Regions from separate parts of the Mus musculus genome. Here regions 1 and 3 are each linked to region 2. A link is a contact called in public promoter capture Hi-C data. All regions are on one chromosome and are shown on one strand. Each heading gives the region's core, a stretch centred on a gene start, on an enhancer-like site or on the middle of the called end of the contact. The rest is flanking DNA. Distances are from core to core; before and after follow the strand shown.

Region 1 (2,700 bases), core at 3-2,502, 400 kb before region 2:
ACTCTTGTTTATTGAATTAATATTCTCGGTATTTATAAATGTCTTCTGACTGTGTAGATATTCATTTCAATCGAACAAACTAACTCTGGTTCATCTCCAGCATAAGTAACCATATCACTAATTTTTAAAATAAATTAGCAGCAGCATCCAGCTCTCTTCATGAATCCCTTCTCATCGTTTCTTTTGTTTTGTTTTGTTTATGTTTTTCAAGACAGGGTTTTATTTTAGTGTGTAGTCCTGGCTGTCCTGGAACTCCCTCTGTAGGCCAAGCTGGCCTCGAACTCACAGAGATCCACCTGCCTCTGCCTCCCATGTGCTGAGGTTAATGGCATGTGCCATCATTGCCATTTATTTTACATTGATATTATACAGTTTGTAATCACACTAACAGTACATATACTACCTTTGTCATGTTTGATTAAACACATATGGACCATGAAATGTTACCTTTACTGCTTAACTCTCATCCTTTGTAATGTCTGCAAAATATTCCCTACAACAGCCTTTTTCCTCTGGAGATGCTATAAACTACATTTGTAGTTTAAATATAATAGCAACATTCAAACATTTTTAAAAGGCAGGGTAATAATGTATTTCATTGTAACATAAAATGTCCCAGCTAAGGGTAGTCTGTTTCTTAGGGTTTTGCTTTAGTTTTGCTTTGGGTTTTGTTTGTTTGTTTTGACCTGCTTTGGTTTGACTACTCAGAAACCCACAAGCTGAAAGCACAGGTCAAAATGCAGTGGGTGTATTTCTTTCCTCTTCTCTTCTCTTCTCTTCTCTTCTCTTTTCTTTTTTCTTTTTTTTTTTTTTCTCTCTCCAGACAGGGTTTCTCTGTGTAGCCCTGGCTGTCCTGGAACTCACTTTGTAGACCAGGCTGGCTTCGAACTCAGACTCTGCCTCCAGAGTGCTGGGATTAAAGGCGTGCACCACCACGCCCGGCTGCAGTGGGTGTATTTCAAGTGCCTGATCTTATTGACCTCTCTCCTAGGCAGGCCTGTGTCTGACATGTAACAGCACTTCCAGGAGGAAGTGACATGTTCAAAGTCATGAGCATGTGGGGAGATATTTCAGATCCAGCACAGAAGCAAGTTGTCAGGACTAGAGTTTGTTGACTACTCCCTGTGTGTATTTTCAGATCCTTCCTAAGTCTGCCGGTTACTCTTCAGCAGCATTCTGTATGCTGCTTCAGGCTAGGACTGCTGCTCACCGAGAGGACTCTGGCCTAGATGTGGTTGGCCTTGAGATCCATCCCAGCTCCACCTTTCAACGCCTTAAACATTGTTGATTGTTAGAAAAGAGCCTTTGTCTATCTACATTGGACTTTACTAGGAAGTTCAATCTGGGGAGATGAGTCAGACTGGCCAAAGAGGGCCAGGACATAGCCTAGGAAGACCTCAGACTCAAAACAGAACATCCTGCCCAGCTATTTCTCAGGTTCTTTACAGAGTTGATGTATTTATTTATTTTATTTTTCCTTTGCCACCTTTCCCAGTCTTCTGTTTGAGTGAGCGAGGATCTTAATATGTTTAAGACAGTATTTCTTTAGTTCTGTCCTTGGAAATAATTTCATACTTGAGAAGTATGGTATTTACTTTTCTTTTGTTATAGAGTCTATATTTAAACAAAAACAAAAAACTTGTGATCAAACGAGAATTCATATGGCTATGTGTCTGGAGGTGGGGATAAACTACAAGTCCCTAGCAATCAGCCAAGCTGAGTGTTTGCTTGTTCTTTATGTGAAGTGCAGAAGGATGCTGAACCACTCAGCTACCACTGCATACGTCTTAATGCCGGCATGTATTTGCTTTAGGACTAGGTAGGCACAGATGAGACTCAGTATTATAAAATGACATCGTTTGCTTCTGCCCTCCTAGGATACCCTGATCAGTATTTCATGATAGCACAGGCAAAGGTCTCCCTTCCCATCCCAGTTTGTCTTAGTATGTCCATTTAGTCAGAGTCACTGTCACTCTGTATACTTCTATGTTTTATTTCTGGCAAGGTCTTGTTTAGCCCAGGCTGGCCTTGAAACTTCTGTGAACATGGTACCATATTTGTGTTCTTGAACCCCCTGCTTCAGCCTATTGAATGCTGGGATTGCAGGCATTCACCAACACCCCTATTATTCTATTTTCTTTGAATCAATAAAAACTTATATAAGTGTCTGTGTACACACACATATATGTTTCATACCTCAAATAACCGTTAATGGATATCATTCTGAAGCTTACATTCTTAGGTAAAGACATTTTAAAAGAATCCCAAATAATGACTCTGAAGTGAAGTAAATACTGGTGAAGAAAAAAATTGTTTCCCTTTGTCTTTGTATATTTCATTTTTTTAAACTATATTTAAAATACCCTGAGAAATCCCTTAGAGTGGTTAAGATTTCTAGGCAGTAAACCAAGCTTTGCTAAAATGGTCTTCTACCCCAATCTTCCCTTTTTTTTTTTTTTTGTTTTTTTTTTTTTTTGTTTGTAATGAATGAAGGTATCCCCCTGTGTTTTTAATTCTGATAAGCATTTTTTCCATCTGTAAATATGTAAACTGACTTTTGAGTTGTTTACAGGGAGAGACACACAGAGCTAACTGGATAAACAGACATCCGTAACTACAAAATCCCAAGACTTTGCTGGATATATAGAGTGTTTTTCTAAAGCACACACATATAGACTCCTGACTTACTTGTATTACAAA
Region 2 (2,700 bases), core at 42-2,541:
CAAGTGCAAGCTGCTAAGTCTCGTAGTTTAGGAAGAAAGCAAACAAATCGAAGCCCAAAGTCCAGCCTTGGGCCTTAGCACAGCCCTCTGCTCTTTATCATGGGATAGAAAGTAGTCAGGCACACGAAGTCTACCTTCACACGGACCCCAGTGCTATCTCCAGTCCAGCTGTTACCCCAGGCCTGAAACACCCTCAGCCAAGACATCTGGCCCACTGATGGTGAGAGACCATTGCCTCTCCTCTGTTCCTTAGCAGACCTGCCTTAGCTCCTGAGGTAGCTTCCGTGCTGCCTGGCCTTCCCTAATTCTCCTCTGACCTCCTACCTTCTCCATGCCCAGAGTACTCCCTCAGAAGCCCCTCCAGTCCTGCTGCCACTAAATGTCAGAGTCTTCCAAATTGTCCATAGGACCCATACAGTGAGAACAAGGAGGGGCCACCGGGGAAATAGCAAAGCAGCACAAAGAATGTGACACGTGAGGGTCCCCCAGGGGCTGGTGGCCTCTTCACACTCGACCCTCATGTCCCCTTCTCAGGGTACTTTCAGCTTCTGAACTGTCAGTGCCTTGTAGTCCCAACAGCTATTGAATTCCAAGCCTACCAGTGACTACTGGGGCCACGGGACAAGAGCACTGGATCTAATGGGAGAGCCTGGTCTGAGGTACGGGTTATCCTCTCCCTTCCTACCTCATATGGTGCTGTCATAGGCGAATAGCTCCATCTCTCCATCACCCAGCCTCCTCATCTCCACTGGGGTGCTTCCATCCCCAGCCCATGTTCCCCTCAGGATTGGAAAATTCTTTAAAGAGTATCTTACTTTGAATGAGGCTTAAGATTGCCAGGACACTGGAGCCTTGAGTAGCGTTTGTAATTTGTGCTGCCCTACACATGATCCGAGGGAATCTGATGCCTCTATTTCCCCTGCTCCATGATATGAATACCATACAGAGCATCCAAAGGCTCAGACGGGACCCAAGAGCTTTAACCCATTAGGTTATCCCTTAGAAATCATCACAGGAACTCATAATTTAGAGACAAGAAACGAGAAAGCAATTCAGTGTTGCCTCTATTGAATGCTGGGATAGCAAGGAGCCTTTCGTACTAAAAGGATGTTCTCTACAGCTTCAGAAACTGTGGAAGTAAGATTTCCAATCCCCACAGCCATTTTCTTAAAGAACGCTTGGCTACACCCCGTAGGCAATAGTCTTCCCATTCAAGGGCCTTACCTGTGTGCCCCAAGTGCCTGGCTGGGCTAAGAGGTACCAGTCCGAAGGGTGTGTGGCAGCCTTACACTAACCCTCCAGAGCAGCTCAGAGGGCCTATTTTTAGGGTCAGATCTGCTGACACTGACCTTGCATGCTGTCCAGTGTGAGAGGAGACCCGTGGCATTTGTTTGCAAAATGATTCCCCAGTGTGACCTGAAACCCTTGACTCAAGCAGTCCTGTACCTGGAGGCCACATGTTTGTCTCTGGCTCAGCCACAGATACAGGACATGTGGCCGCCAGGATGGCGACAGATGGGTAATTCCCCAGCTTTGTTTTCTTACACTGGATGAAGCGAGGTGTCTGCAGGCCCTCTAAGGGCTCTGTCTCAGAATGATGACCGGGCTGGGGGCCGGGGATGGGAGGGTTGCCTGCTGACACAGAGCCATAGGAGGCCTCAGGGTTCACAGCATGAAGATCTCTGCCCTCTACCGCAGCTCTCTCTGAGAGTTTGGAGAGCTATCTCTTGGGGATGGATGGAATGGACATCGCATCACGAAGAATGATCGATGAATCCCTGAGAAAGAGTCCCTGTGGGCAAACACTGTGCAGGTAGCACTTCCTGCAAAACAACCCCCAAGTCCCCAGCTTTTCTGGAGTTCAGTGAGGACAGTGCTCACAATTCTACCCTCTTATGTAATTATGAGCCTGTGCACCACACACACACACACACACACACACACACACACACACACACACACAGAGAGAGAGAGAGAGAGAGAGAGAGAGTTGTTTAAGATAGCCAGATACTATGTAGATGGATTGACGATAGACCAATGAGAGAAACATTTCTTAGCATCTAAGACGAAAGATGTAGTAAAGTCAAATGGAGCCAAGAGAAGAATTTGAGGACTGTTATGATTTGAGTATGAAATGTTTTTCATAGGCTGGTGGAACTGTTTTGAGAAATTGTGGAATCTTTAAGAGGTAGGGCCGAGGCTGGAGAAAGTGAGAGTCACTGGGCAAGGAGGGGTAGGGTGTGGTGATGGTCTGACGGGTATGCCATATCTAACTCAGATGGAGCACTCTGTTTCCCATCTATCATGAGCTGCCAGCAAACCATCCCGTCCCCACCTTGGTAGACCATATCCCCCCAACTGTGAGCAAAAGCAAACCGTTTAAGGTGTCAGGATGAGAAAAGCATCGGATATAGAGGGACTGTTGATTATCACCTCCGTGAGCAAGACCCTAAGCGGTGAACTAGACAAATGGCGGGCTTCTCCACTCTCTCAGTCCTTCATACATTATATTTTGCTAGACATAGTGGCTCACATCTTTAATCCCAGCACTCAAGAGGCAGAGGCAGGAGAATCTCTCTGGGTAGAACAACAGGATAGGGGAGCATCCTAACCTTTTCCATCAAGGGCCCTAGGAATCCGTGGGGAGACTGTGTTAGAGAAGAATGGTAGCATTTTTAGGGACACCTGGTCTGTCTTCTA
Region 3 (2,700 bases), core at 31-2,530, 280 kb before region 2:
TGAGTTTCCGTGCTTATGAATTAGAGCATCTGAATGTAGACACATCTACTGTGTTATACCAGCATCCATGACTTTGCTTCTATAGCTGATCTATACCTCAGCCACAGTGGGTGGCTGCTGTGGCTATTTCTCCTCTTCTTCCTCCTCATCATCTCTTTTTTGGTTTTTCAAGACAGGGTTTCTCTGTGTAGTCCTGGCTGTCCTTGAACTCACTCTGTAGACCAGGCCTCTTCATCTCTTTGAGTGACGATTTTGTGAAGTCCAGACTGTTCTAAATTCACTGGGCAGCCCAGAAGTAGCTTGTACTCCTGATCTTCCTGCCTCCGCTTGTCCAGTGCTTGAATTACAGGAGCACCAACATACTCGGCTTATGGGGTCAAACCCTGGGCCTTGTTCATTCTGGCGAGCTCTCACATCCCTAGGGCCAGGGATTTGTTTTTATTTCAGACATCCCACACAGCAGGTGATAGAACTAAACAGGTATCCATTTATAGCCATAGTGAAGAGGAAATGAGCCCCATGGAGGCACTGATATTCAGTATAGGCACTGAATGTTGAAGCTTCATAGCTAAGGTAAAGACCATGTGTATAGTATACCCTTACCTCTCTGTAAATGCTTTATGATCAGCACGTGTGTTGTGCTGAGCTGTCACAACAGGATGCCTGCTTTCAGTCCACTTCCTGTACAGGTCAGCCCTTGCACCAATACACACGAGTTAAACTTCGGTTTTCATTGTGTAAGTACCTGCCGTGCCAGACCTAACCTTGGTAGACACTGTAGCTTCTTTTTTTTTTTTTTTAAGATTTATTTATTTATTATATGTAAGTACATTGTAGCTGTCTTCAGACACTCCAGAAGAGGGAGTCAGATCTCCTTACGGATGGTTGTCAGCCACCATGTGGTTGCTGGGATTTGAACTCCGGACCTTTGGAAGAGCAGTCGGGTGCTCTTACCCACTGAGCCATCTCACCAGCCCCCCACCGTAGCTTTTTATGTTAATTGAACACTCAGTGTTTGTTGATTTCTTTTTCCCTGAAAAGTTTGTCTTCTAATATACAGACAAGTTACATGAATTTATCCTTAGTTGGTAGCTGTGTTGTAGAATAAAATTCTACTGACTAGACTGCAAAGGAAGTAAGAGAGGAAGGGTTACATATGAGTGAGTATTCCTCGTGCCAGGGAGACCATTATTTTCACATCTGGATAGTCTGAGCTAGCCAAATAGAAGAAGTAGGAATTTCCTGCCAGATGTTAGTTCTTTGAGCAACCTGTGGACATCGCAATGAGGGGATCTAAGTCCCGCTTTGCTAAAGCTTACCCATGATGCAAGCTCGCTCCTAATGGGTAGCAGACATTGCATATATGTTGCCACTAAAGCCAAGAGTGTTTGCTATTATGAAGCGCAGGAACATCCAAGGCCTAATTTTCAAGGCACAACATCAGTCTCATGGAAACTATTTCAAAAGTGAACATTCTATTGAAATTGCAAAATGTAAATGATGACAGTTTCATTAATAAAAGGAAGGTGAGACTGTATTGCCACAAGTATTCCAAATAACTTGATTAAGGTCATTTAATAAAGTCAGTTTAAGACAGAAATATTTCTCTAAAGAAGCAATCTGAAAAGTTATGAAAAATTGTATTTATGTCAATTTCCTGTTCACGGTTAACAGGGGACTTAGAAAGTAGAATATCCTTCAGAGAAGCTGCACACAAAAAGTAGAAACACTTTATCCAGCTGAAACAAGAAGCATTGTTGAGGGAGGAAAAAGACTGCATGTGATCTCGCTGCCACTGCTGTCCTCCTCTGCAAGGGGAAATATTGACATTTACCAGGCTGTTTGCTCCAGCTTTCTGATCTCCTGCAGTTTATTTTTATAACAACCTTATCGATGGGCCTCTTACCCAGCTCTCTAGGTTTAACCGAGTTGAGTCGATTTGTTACCACGGCTTCAAGTAGCTGTTACAGAACAAGCAAGACACCCTAATGAAGCTGTAAACGTGTTTACTCAAACAGAGTATTGATTTTACTTGGAGAGGCTGATGCTTAGCGCAGCGTCAGGGTGGGTGGATTTCACTGCAGTGTTTCGTTGTCATCTGTCAGGGTTCTGAGACACCAAGGAAAGCCATCAGAGGATAATTAGAGGTAGCAGAAATTTAACCCCTAAAAATCAGTTAACCGTTGGGGGTGGGGTCTGTAGCTAATTAGCTTTTATTAAAAGTTTCCCCTAGTAGTAATAACTCAGAACTTTGAATGGTGTTTTCAGGTAGAACAGGATCCCAAGGTTAAATGCATGAATGTAATGGCTACAGATACCTTTGACTTCTCTCATTATGGTAATTAGACCCATCAGAGCCAAAGCCAGTCGAGGACAGAGAGCTGTACATGATTTTCCTGGAAAGTCAGCCTTATGGAATTGGTAAGGCATTCAGATATAATTAAGACATAGCTCTAAGGAAGACAAAATGCACGCGCCAACTTCTGGAGGGCTCTCAAGTGTTTTGTCCTGCACCGTGACCACGCGCATGAAAGCACCCATACCGTGTTCTGTTTCTTTCTTTTTTTTAAAAGATTTATTTATTTATGTATATGAGTACACTGTAGCTGTCTTCAGACACACCAGAAGAAGGCATTGGATCCCATTACGGATGGTTGTGAGCCACCATGTGGTTGCTGGGATTTGAACTCAGGACCTCTG

Evidence for each region. Promoter capture Hi-C pulls out the DNA fragments that hold promoters and counts their contacts.
Region 1: a contact with region 2 is called in a promoter capture Hi-C map of cranial neural crest. The contact joins the enhancer-like site here to the promoter of Dupd1 in region 2. A contact is called at or near these places in 8 of 39 promoter capture datasets (the C10 cell line, the HPC-7 cell line, cranial neural crest and 5 more), 6 of 115 datasets of contacts at active chromatin or transcription factors (cardiomyocytes, double positive thymocytes, embryonic basal ganglia and 1 more) and 1 of 9 other capture datasets (liver).
Region 3: a contact with region 2 is called in a promoter capture Hi-C map of embryonic stem cells, with 2.6 times the contacts expected there. The contact joins the enhancer-like site here to the promoter of Dupd1 in region 2. A contact is called at or near these places in 11 of 39 promoter capture datasets (the C10 cell line, cranial neural crest, embryonic stem cells and 5 more), 4 of 484 Hi-C or Micro-C datasets (the AML12 cell line, bone marrow-derived macrophages and embryonic stem cells), 2 of 115 datasets of contacts at active chromatin or transcription factors (embryonic basal ganglia and embryonic stem cells) and 2 of 9 other capture datasets (adipose tissue and liver).

Annotation. Positions count from the first base shown.
Region 1 is chr14:21,310,994-21,313,693 of GRCm38.p6, forward strand. All of the region lies in intron 6 of Adk (adenosine kinase), which reads left to right. Among named protein-coding and RNA genes, the nearest start is that of Gm52152, 110 kb to the right of the region's middle. Within about 2 kb of position 1,253, at least 33 of the 459 cell types and tissues checked have an H3K27ac peak or open chromatin away from gene starts, as enhancers often do.
Region 2 is chr14:21,713,285-21,715,984 of GRCm38.p6, forward strand. Dupd1 (dual specificity phosphatase and pro isomerase domain containing 1) reads right to left here and starts at 1,292. Exons shown (of 4, transcript NM_001013826.2): 1 at 1,225-1,292.
Region 3 is chr14:21,432,936-21,435,635 of GRCm38.p6, forward strand. All of the region lies in intron 10 of Adk (adenosine kinase), which reads left to right. Among named protein-coding and RNA genes, the nearest start is that of Gm52152, 16 kb to the left of the region's middle. Within about 2 kb of position 1,281, at least 22 of the 459 cell types and tissues checked have an H3K27ac peak or open chromatin away from gene starts, as enhancers often do.